2 separate regions of the Mus musculus genome follow, and region 1 is linked to region 2. The links are chromatin contacts, called in public Hi-C maps. All regions are on one chromosome and are shown on one strand. Each heading gives the region's core, a stretch centred on a gene start, on an enhancer-like site or on the middle of the called end of the contact. The rest is flanking DNA. Distances are from core to core; before and after follow the strand shown.

Evidence for each region. Hi-C and Micro-C count contacts between places; a contact is called where the count stands out from the background.
Region 1: a Hi-C map of muscle stem cells shows a contact between it and region 2, with 3 times the contacts expected there. The contact joins two enhancer-like sites. A contact is called at or near these places in 1 of 15 datasets of contacts at CTCF or cohesin (the NIH/3T3 cell line), 13 of 484 Hi-C or Micro-C datasets (the C3H10T1/2 cell line, the HL-1 cell line, adipose-derived mesenchymal stem cells and 9 more), 5 of 115 datasets of contacts at active chromatin or transcription factors (embryonic stem cells, fibro-adipogenic progenitors, heart atrium and 2 more) and 3 of 9 other capture datasets (adipose tissue, liver and pancreatic islet).

The regions. Positions count from the first base shown.
Region 1 is chr1:153,222,081-153,227,091 of GRCm38.p6, reverse strand. Lamc1 (laminin, gamma 1) reads left to right here. Exons shown (of 28, transcript NM_010683.2): 26 at 550-708; 27 at 3,334-3,433. Among named protein-coding and RNA genes, the nearest start is that of Lamc2, 38 kb to the right of the region's middle. Within about 2 kb of position 2,596, at least 41 of the 459 cell types and tissues checked have an H3K27ac peak or open chromatin away from gene starts, as enhancers often do. A contact at or near this core is called in the HL-1 cell line, muscle stem cells, neural progenitor cells and 1 more, where this site is marked.
Region 2 is chr1:153,045,428-153,050,238 of GRCm38.p6, reverse strand. The region is part of intron 1 of Nmnat2 (nicotinamide nucleotide adenylyltransferase 2); the gene reads right to left. Among named protein-coding and RNA genes, the nearest start is that of Nmnat2, 93 kb to the right of the region's middle. Within about 2 kb of position 1,943, at least 83 of the 459 cell types and tissues checked have an H3K27ac peak or open chromatin away from gene starts, as enhancers often do. A contact at or near this core is called in the HL-1 cell line, muscle stem cells, neural progenitor cells and 1 more, where this site is marked.

The DNA.
Region 1 (5,011 bases), core at 1,347-3,846, 180 kb before region 2:
CTTCAGGCCGGCTTTTTTATGTTACCGAAAGATTAGAGCTTGTTTTAAAATTAAGTGTTTTGAGAATCACAGACCATTTTAATTTCTTTGAAAGGGTCAGTTTTAAATAGATTCTGTCTCATGAGATGCTCATATTTCAGGATGTAGTCTTTGGTAGATGATGCTAAGCTCACAAGAACAGTCAAGTGTGGTAACTGCATTGCAGTGGAAAGGGTTCACAGTTACAGTTTTATTTGTTGTCTGTGTGTGACCTCAGCTAAACATGGTTATACTAGGACAGGGAATTCTCAACAGTAAAGAAGAGGGCACAATGAAAAAACTGTATAAAATGCTGTTGTGTTTGACAGTGATTTTTTTTTTCTTTTAATGAGAACCTAATGAATAACGAGTTGAGCAGTGATAGTAACTGTCATTGTGACATTCTTTCTGGACTGCACCCTGAGCCATTCTACAGATTACAAAAGGGAGTACGCATGTGCACTAGAACAGGGAGGGTTGCTCTAGGAGCTTTGGCTTGCCTCTGCCGACCGTTGCTTCTCCTGTACCCAGAATGCCACCAGTACCAAGGCGGACGCAGAAAGAACCTTCGGGGAAGTTACAGATCTGGATAATGAGGTGAATGGTATGCTGAGGCAGCTGGAGGAGGCAGAGAATGAGCTGAAGAAGAAGCAAGATGATGCCGACCAGGACATGATGATGGCAGGGATGGTAAGAGGCAGAGGTCAGGGGTGCTCACTGGGAAGGACCCCACCCCCACCCGATGCCCAATTCCTGTGAGTTTCCGTTTGTATTGCATTTTCTTCCTCAAGAATTGGGTCAGTAGCTTGCGTAGAAGACAAAGAATTTGACTCCTTTGCCAGGTATTGATGTTGCACAATTGCCCCCATACCAAAGCACAGCTGCAGTCCCAGAACACTTAAAACAAAACAGAACAGAACAGAATGCAATTGTGGGTATGTGATGTTTTTTAACGTAGTTTGAATGGATAATTCCTACACGGGATAAAATAACTTAGAAAAGGAGATTGCAATGAAAAGCTCATTTCATTCCCAGTTTTCCCAGCTGCTCGCTCACTAGAGGCAGAAGCCAGTTTGTTATATAAGACATTGGTGAGGCACTCTGTAGCACTGCACGGAAGCCTGTGGTAACGTGCACGTCTCACGCCACGTGGAAGAGTTAATCTGTGACTCTACGGGGCAGTGGGGAATGAGGGTCAGCTCTGTTCATTCGGTGCTGTATTTTGCATTCAGAAGAACTTCCTGGGGTGGTAGTGTGACTGTCCCTGTCCTGTTCTGTGTTGCAGTCACAGGGACAGTGTATATCAGCCTGTTTGCTCACACCCTTGCAGTGGCAGGAAGAAGCCCAGTTTTCCCAAGCCCCCAACACAGGGCCTCGAGCTGGGTTTACTTTGGGACAAAGTGCAAGGCCTGTGGGAATGATGCCAGTTCTGTACACAGCTGTACAGGCAGCTGCATTTGGAGGCTTATTTATTTGTTTGTTTTTGTTTGTTTGTTTGTTTGTTTGTTTGTTTGAGACGGGGTGGTTTTACTATGTAGCTTTGACTGACCTGGAGCTCTCTGTGTGCACTATGATGGCTTTGAACTCATAGAAATCCTCCTGTCTCAGCTTCCCAAATGCTGGGATTAAAGGTGTGCACCACCACACCTAGTTAAAGAGCTGAGATTTTAAACTTTGTGTTGGATTGTTCTGTGATTTTTTTTTATGCAAAGCGAGGCTCAAATGAAAAGGACCATGAAGCAATCGTTAGTCTTTCTCTTTTTTCTCTGTACTTCATTTTTAAAATTACTTATTTATTTCATGTGTTTTTGATGCATGCGTGCCATAAGGCACATGTGGAGGTCTCGGGACAACTAGTGGGAGTTGGTTCTTTCCATCCACCATGTGGATGTTAGCATGCGATCTCAGGTCGTCAAGCCTAGTGGTGAGTCCTCTTTCCCAGTCAGCCATCTTGCCAGCCCTGTGGGTGCACTCTGACGGGAGCATTGTATTTAAAGCACTGAAAACAGCGAAGGATACAGATTTGCCAGTTCCAAAAAGGGATCTGGGTTTACTTCAAAGAGGGAAAACTAAGTTTTTCTTTCGTTATTTTTGGTCCATATCTTTTTGAGAGCAGCAAGCCATCCTTCTCTGTACTCTTTTGTAACTCTATCAGTTTTGAAAGGCCACCATTCAGCTAGTTTTACCTGAGTGTAACATTTTCTTCAACCAGACAGGTTGTGATTCTTTCTGGAAGATACCAAAGGCCACAGGTTAAACACAGCCCAGCTCTGTGTCCCAGTCCCAGAAACTCGCAGGAAGCCTGTATGGGCTCCAGCCGTGTGTCCCAGTCCCAGAAACTCGCAGGAAGCCTGTATGGGCTCCGAGAACAGCTGCAATTGGAACTGAATTTAAAATTTTTTTTTCTGTTTTTAAAATTCCCACAATGTTTTGATCCCCAAATGTTTGCTTTGTCCTGACCCCAAAACTAGGAAAAATAATTAGTGACTGGGAGTGCAGAGCCACTCCTTTCTGTCCTGCTTTGGGTTTGTCGGGAGAGCATCTGCTTTCTGATACAGGGATGTTTCCTTTTCCTCCACTGCATCCTGTGACTCACGCTCTGTGTGTTTGTTCAGGTTTCATGGAACGTTCCCAAGTATGTTTACCTTTGGTTGGCTTTGAAAATATCCATTGTTGTGTGTGTATGTGTGTGGGTGTGTGTGTGCGTGTGTGGGTGTGGGTGTTTTTATAAGTTGACAGAGAATTTTCAGAAAAGCCTCGCTTTTATTCTCTCCAAGAATAGAACATCTCTAATAATGAGGGCCCTGAGAATATCCACATTCTAGAATAATAATTCCTACATTCAACTCGAACTTAAAACAAAATAACCTGTTTCTACTTAATCCATTTTATCATGTGTTTGCCCCAAAGTGTTCTCAAGTGAGGGGAAGGGAGAAAATGGGATAGTATTGGTTTTCTGACTGCATACATCATTAGGGGTACCCAGGCACAGTAGTACAGTCCCAGCACTCCGAAGGTTGAGACAGGAGGACCTTGCATTTGAAACCAGCTTAGGTTACATAGTAACTCTGTCTTAAAGAACAAAACAAAACCAAAAAACCAAAACAACAACAAAAAGCATATACTGTACTATGCAGTAGAAATAACATCCTCCACCTGAAGATACCACCCCCAAAAACCCTGCAGTGAGAGCGACTCTGATTCAAGGGAAACACATCTGAAAATAGACCTGCTGGTGCACTGGAGGAAAATATTTAGAGAAGAAGAAAACACAAAGTCCGAAGTATTCATGCTGTTTATCCTCTTCCACTACAGGCTTCGCAGGCTGCTCAGGAGGCTGAGCTCAATGCCAGAAAGGCCAAAAACTCTGTCAGCAGCCTCCTCAGCCAGCTGAACAACCTCTTGGATCAGCTAGGTAAGTAACAGAAGGGTTGCTGCAGCCACCGCTTGCAGGGCTGAGTCCACTGATGCAGAGTCACATTCTCTAAAAGCATCATTAAGGCATTCATATTAATGTTTTGTTTAGCTCTTGCTTATTTAAAGACACCTTGTACACAGTGTCTTGCTTGGCAGAACCTTGTAAGGGCAGCTTGCATCGGCGCGACACTGATAGGCTGTCGATTCTAGAGTGAAGGCGAATGGGACTCTATTAAGTTCAAGTACTTAGGTGCCTTCCCTGGGGCTGAGATGAGCTGCCAGCTAGGGATGCCACTATGGCCAAGGTCCAGCCTACAGTTAAACAGCCATTTCCTCTTAGTTCTGCCTGCTGGTGGAGCGTCTTTAAGGGATTTGAAGAGAAAGGCTCAGTGGGAGAATAAAATAATACTTGAACCTGACTGCACTTCAGAGCTCAGAATTCTCTCCACTTGCCAACCAAAGAACAATTTGATGAAGTGAAAACTTTCACACCAAACAAGAGAAAAGCTTTGTTTTGTCTTATCTTGTTTCAGGGACATATAAGCGCTGAGCTCTCAATTTAACCCAGTGTGGTAGAGAACTGAGCTTTCTTAGGACCTCCATTACGAGAGAGTCATATAGCCACCAAAGACTGGGGATGGATTCTTTTATGTTTTTTTTTTTCTTAAAGGGAAGAGAGATAATATTTTATCTGTCTCAGAGACCAATAATAATAAATTATGTGCCTAGAATGAAAGCAAGCTAAAGCAGGGGCTTTACACCTTCTTTATCCGTTAGGTTGTATAAATGCATGCAAATAATTCTTGACCGTCTGTACTTGCTGGTTTTGTGTCAACTTGACACAGGCTGGAGTTATCACAGAGAAAGGAGCTTCAGTTGAGGAAATGCCTCCATGAGATCCAGCTGTAAGACATTTTCTCAATTAGTGATCAAGGGAGGAGGGCCCTTGTGGGTGGTATCATCCCTGGGCTGGTAGTCTTGGCTGTATAAGAGAGCAGGCTGAGCAAGCCAGGGAAAGCAAGCCAGTAAAGAACATCCCTCCATGGCCTCTGCATCAGTTTCTGCTTCCTGACCTGCTTCAGTTCCAGTCTTGACTTCCTTTGGTGATGAACAGCAACATGAAAGTGTAAGCTGAATAAACCCTTTCCTCCCCAGCTTGCTTCTTGGTCATGATGTTTGTGCAAGAATAGAAACCCTGACTAAGACACCATCTGAGAGTTGGTGAGGTAGACTGGGCTCAGGAAACTGCTTGTCTTTCTGTATGATTTTATTTTCTATAGAGCATCTTCTTCCAAAAGAAACTATTATTTTTTTCTTGATATATTTAGAGCAAAGCTTTGCTTACAGATCTCGGCATTTTAACCTTGGTCGTTTTTCATCAAAAGGTTGCTAGTGGTGTGTAACGCCTACAAGCAGAAAGTGACCCCCAAACGGCCCCATTTGAATCCCAGGAGTTGAGGATGTATGCTTCTATCTTAGAGACTTTGGCATTCTTTGACGATACTGAAATGGACCACAGATTACACCTAGATTACACATAGAAACCTGCAGAGGATTGAGTCTTACCAAGTCACCT
Region 2 (4,811 bases), core at 694-3,193:
GACTCCCCTCCAACTCCACAGGTTCGGGTTCCCAGGAGCTTTCTTTCCTGGAATCTGGTATTCATTTTGGCAGAGGTCACAGGAGTCATGTGAACGATGAAGAGGGCGTGGGTGGCAAGCCAAGTGTCTGTGTCACTGGGGGGGGGGGGCATTACTGTGGCTGCGACTCCCTACTGAGATCAGTGGTTGCTCTGTGTGTTGTGAGCAAGAGGAGAGGGTTGGCCTCTTCCTCCACTCTAGACCTCTCAGCTTGAAAAGGGAGCAGATTCACCCCACATACCACACATAGGCATGTGTGTCTGCATGCATGCCTGCTCTCCTTCCCCGTCCCCTCACAATCTCTTTCCTGTCTATGGAGATCAGATCATAGGCTGAGCTGAACAACACCCCCAGGTTGCTTCCAAAGGCTGATGCAGCACCAGGCATCCCCCAGGCCTCAGAGCTGGCCAGGCATGGGTGTGTGAAAGACTGTCCAGGGGTGTGGGGTACTGCCAGTTTTCTGAAGGGCAGGAACTGCACCTCCTCCAGTTTATTGCCTTATGCACCCCAAACAAAGCCCACCCCCAAGCCCTTATCAGGACATTTCAGATAGGTTTGACACTAAGCAAACACTGATTAAACCAAGCAATTTCTCACACATCCTTCAAGATCTGCTGGAAATCCAAAGTAGCCAATTCTCTTGGAACTCAGATTTGGCACGTGTGCAGTGCCCGTCTCTGTGCCCCAGCCTTTAATTCCTGCTGAGTAGGAGCCCAACAGTAACCACAAGTAGACTTGTATGCTAAGTCTTCCCTGAAAAACACATACTTTTTTTTTTTTTTTTTTTTTTTTTTTTTGGCCTCAAACTTGCTATGTAGCTTAGCTCCTAATCTTCTTGCTTCCAAGTACTGGGGATTATAGACATAGACCATCATACCCAGCTTTGTGCAAGCCTTGGGAAGTGAAGAAACCGAGGAAAGTTGACTCTGTTTTCCTCTTTCTTTATTAAAAGATAAGAGAAGGCTCAGAGACAAGAGACTGCAGTGGCTAGAGAAAGAACCAGGAGGATACCTGGAGCTCGTTCCAGGTTCAGTGAGAGACCTCATCTTTAAAAAAAAAAAAAAAGAAAAGAAAAAAGAAATATATATCTTTATATATTTACCTATATTTATATAAATATTTATATAAATTTAAACAAACAATTATGTATTTATATAAATTTATGCATTGATATGTTTATATAAATTTATGTATATATTTTATATGTTTAAATTATATATAAATATATATTTATTTACACATACACATATATATTCATACACATACACACATGAAATCCACTGAGAAGACACCAGATCTCAGGCACTTGCATATACACATATCTGTACATACACACACACACACACACACACACACACACACACACACCCCTATACATATACATGTACGGCTCATGCCATCATTCACTGGAACCGGACTAATAACAACAAGAATTTAATGTGCCAGCCATTGTTCCCTGGGCCTTAAGGTAACTAGTGGTTCTGTGGCCTAGCTATCTAGCCCCTCTGGGCGTCCAGCCTGACACTCTCTCTTGTTGGCAGACCTCAGTCATGTCTGAAGGAGAAACACCCAGGTTAGAGGAGAGACTTGGCCTCTGTGGGTGGGAGTGGAGACCAGGGCCGCAGAGGCAAGGCTCACAAGAAAGGACTCCATTTGAGTCGTCTGCCGAGAGTTAGGTCAGCTCTGGGAAACTCGTTCCCAGGCAGTTTTTGAAAAACCAAAAGAGGTCATTTTGTTCTCCCTGAGAAAGGAAATCCCCTAAAGAGAGCAGTGGGCGGAATTTCTGAGGGCACGGAGTCTCTGGAAGCCAAAGGCGGGGTCAGGGAGGCCAAGGCAGTGGGATCATTACACAACCCCCTCTCCTTGGGAAAAGCCCAGCATCCTTCCTGCCTGGAGTGAGCCGGAGGCCACGGGCTCCATCTGCTGTGCCCTGGTGAGACACACACCAAAGAAACCCAGTTACTGGCCTCCATCTATTCTTTCCCTTGATAGACGCCCAGCAGAGGGTGTGGTGTCTCAGACAACAAAAACAAACAGAAGATCGTATCTGTACGTCTGTGTGGGGCCGGGGTGAGTGTTGTGTATGTAAGTGCAGGTACCCATTGTGCTGTGCAGTTTTATGATAGCTTGACACAGCGAGATATCTGAAAGGAGGGAAACCTCAACTGAGAAAATGCCTCTATAGGATCCGGCTGTAGGGCATTCTCTTGATTAGTGATCGATGGAGGCAGACCCAGCCAGTTGGGTGTGGGGCAATCCCTGGGCTGGTGGTCCTGGGTTCGATAAGCCAGCAGGCTGAGCAAGTCATGGGGAGCAAGCCACTAAGCAGCACCCCTCAATGGCCGCTGCATCAGTTCCTGCCTTGATTGAGTTCCTGTCCTGATTTCCTTCAATGACAAACAGTGATATGAAAGTGTAAGCGAAATAAACCCTTTCCTCCTCAACTTGGATTTTGGTCATGGTGTATTCAGCACAGCAATAGAAACCTTAATAAGACACCACAGTGGCCAAATGAGGGCTCAGATCCTCTGGAACTGGAGGTAAAGGCAGTGTGAGCCCTCTGAGGTCAGTACTGGATCCCCCACAAGAACAGTAAGCATTTTTAACCACGGAGCCATCTCTCCAGCCCTTAGGACTTGCATCTAAGGCCATAGAAGGGGTGACACTGAGTCTACACACAGCCTCTGTACTGCCCTTGCTGCCAGGCAATCTCTGTGGAGATATGGGAGTGTGCGCCCCTGCCCTTCCTGGGACTGTCACGGTGGGTATACTGAACTGGAAGTCAAGGTTAGATAGAGTCTGGTCTGTTTCCACGGGAAAATGGCCCTGGCTTTGGACTTCTGGAGGCCTGCCTGTAAAAAATAAATCACCTTGCATCAATTAGATTGCATCAGCATTGAGCACCTACTATGCACCAGTGTGGGAAACCAAGCACAGGGAACACTAGGATTTCTATGAAAGCTCAACCTGGAGGAGTTTACTTTCTAAACTGATCATTCCAACGCAATGCCTCCTGCTCCAGCGGTTGCCGGGCTGAACTGACATGGCGCATACACGCGTGTCTACCAGCTCCAAGGATCACGGTGATTTTCCAGAGGCACAAGGAGAACCAGAAGCAGGGCAGGACACTAAGAGTATCTCAGGCAAGGCCTCCCCTCTCAGCAGGGCCTCCAGCACAGAGGCAGGGGTAGAGGGGGGTGGGGGGAGGGGGGAGGGATTGGGGATGGGCCTGTCTGCCTCCTGCTTCCACCTGCTAAGGTAGCAGTGCTAGCTCTCTTTCTCCCCCTCCTCCCTCCATCTCTTCCCTCCTCCCTCCATCTCTCTTTTCTTTCATTTGTCTTTTTTTCCTTTTGCTCCCACTATTCTACAAGGGAGTCCTCCACATGGGGAATCAACAGAACATTCTTGTCCCATCAGACAAGAGTCGTTGGGGACTCCCATGGGACTGGGAGGGGAGGTAATCCCTGAAGGTCCTATGCGGGAGTTTCCCCATCTTTCTGCCTCCCAGCTGTGTCGCTGGGAAGCTCCTGTGGTCTTCTTCCTCCCGCTGGCTTCCCCCATTTTCTCCCTTTGCCTTCTCTGTCCATCATGGGCGTGCTGGGATAGATTTCTTCTGGCCAAATGAGTGGAAGAAAGGAGAGAAAGAGAGACCACAGAATAGCAGCACTAATGTCCTCGGAGAGCAACTCTCTGAGTTACCAGAGGAGGTGAAGTAATAGACTCCAAGAGTGAAACAGGAGAAGACAGAGACGAACCTTCTGAGATGGGGGAGCATTTAGGAGTTGGAATGAGGCGACAGTATCGGAGAAGGAGAGGGGAGGGGCTGAGCGGTGTCCTGGTTTGAACAGAGCATCCCTTTGGTGTTTTGTCAGTTTGAACAGCAAGGGATGCTGAGGATGATCGGGGAACAGTGGACCCTGCAATGGGAAGAGGTGTTACTTGAGGGCCAGGCAGGGGAAGTGTTCAAAGGGGGAAATGGGGAGGCTTAAGTAGATACTTTGAAACAATACTCCTCCACTACAGGGGTGAATAACAAGGATGTCGTGAGCCTGGGGTTGAAGAGAGGGACCCTAGATGGATGTTCTTGTAAATGTATTCTTTTGGAAGGTTATGGCTTTAGCAATCTGTATTTCTTGTTACCACACATATATTCATGAGAGTTCCTTTGTCATAACCCCTCCCTTCCTTCTCTCTCTCTCTTCCTCTTTCTTTTTTTTTTCTTTCACTCATTATTTTGTTTCTCTATAGCCCTGGCTTACCCCAAATGGAGGCAACCCTGCCTCAGCTATAGACATGAGACACGAGACCTAGCTTCTTTCTCCTCCCTCTTCCTCTTCTCTTCCCTCTCCTCTTCACCCTCTCCTCTCCTTCTTTGCCCTCCTCTTCTTCCTTTATCCGCTCCCCCCCCTCTCTCCCCTCCTTCTTTTCTCCTTCGTTTCCCTCATTCATTTTCGTTAGGACTTGACCAAAGCACTTCCATATCGTTTCTGGTGACTTCCAAGTGTTCTTTCCCGGAGTTCAGCGGGGACTAAATCTACATTACTTTGGGGATATCTGGCAGTGTTCCTCTAAGCACGTGGCCACGTCAGCACTAGGTCAGGAGGCAGCTGTGTTTTCCATGGATTATGCCAACACTCACAGAATCTGATCTGATGCCATCTGTTCTAGCCTCTCTGTTTTACACAGAAGGAGACGGGCAGCCAGAAGAGCCCTTGTTCTCTGTCCGTTCCCTAGTTTCCCCAATCAAAAGGTGAGATGGCCTCTGTTCCACT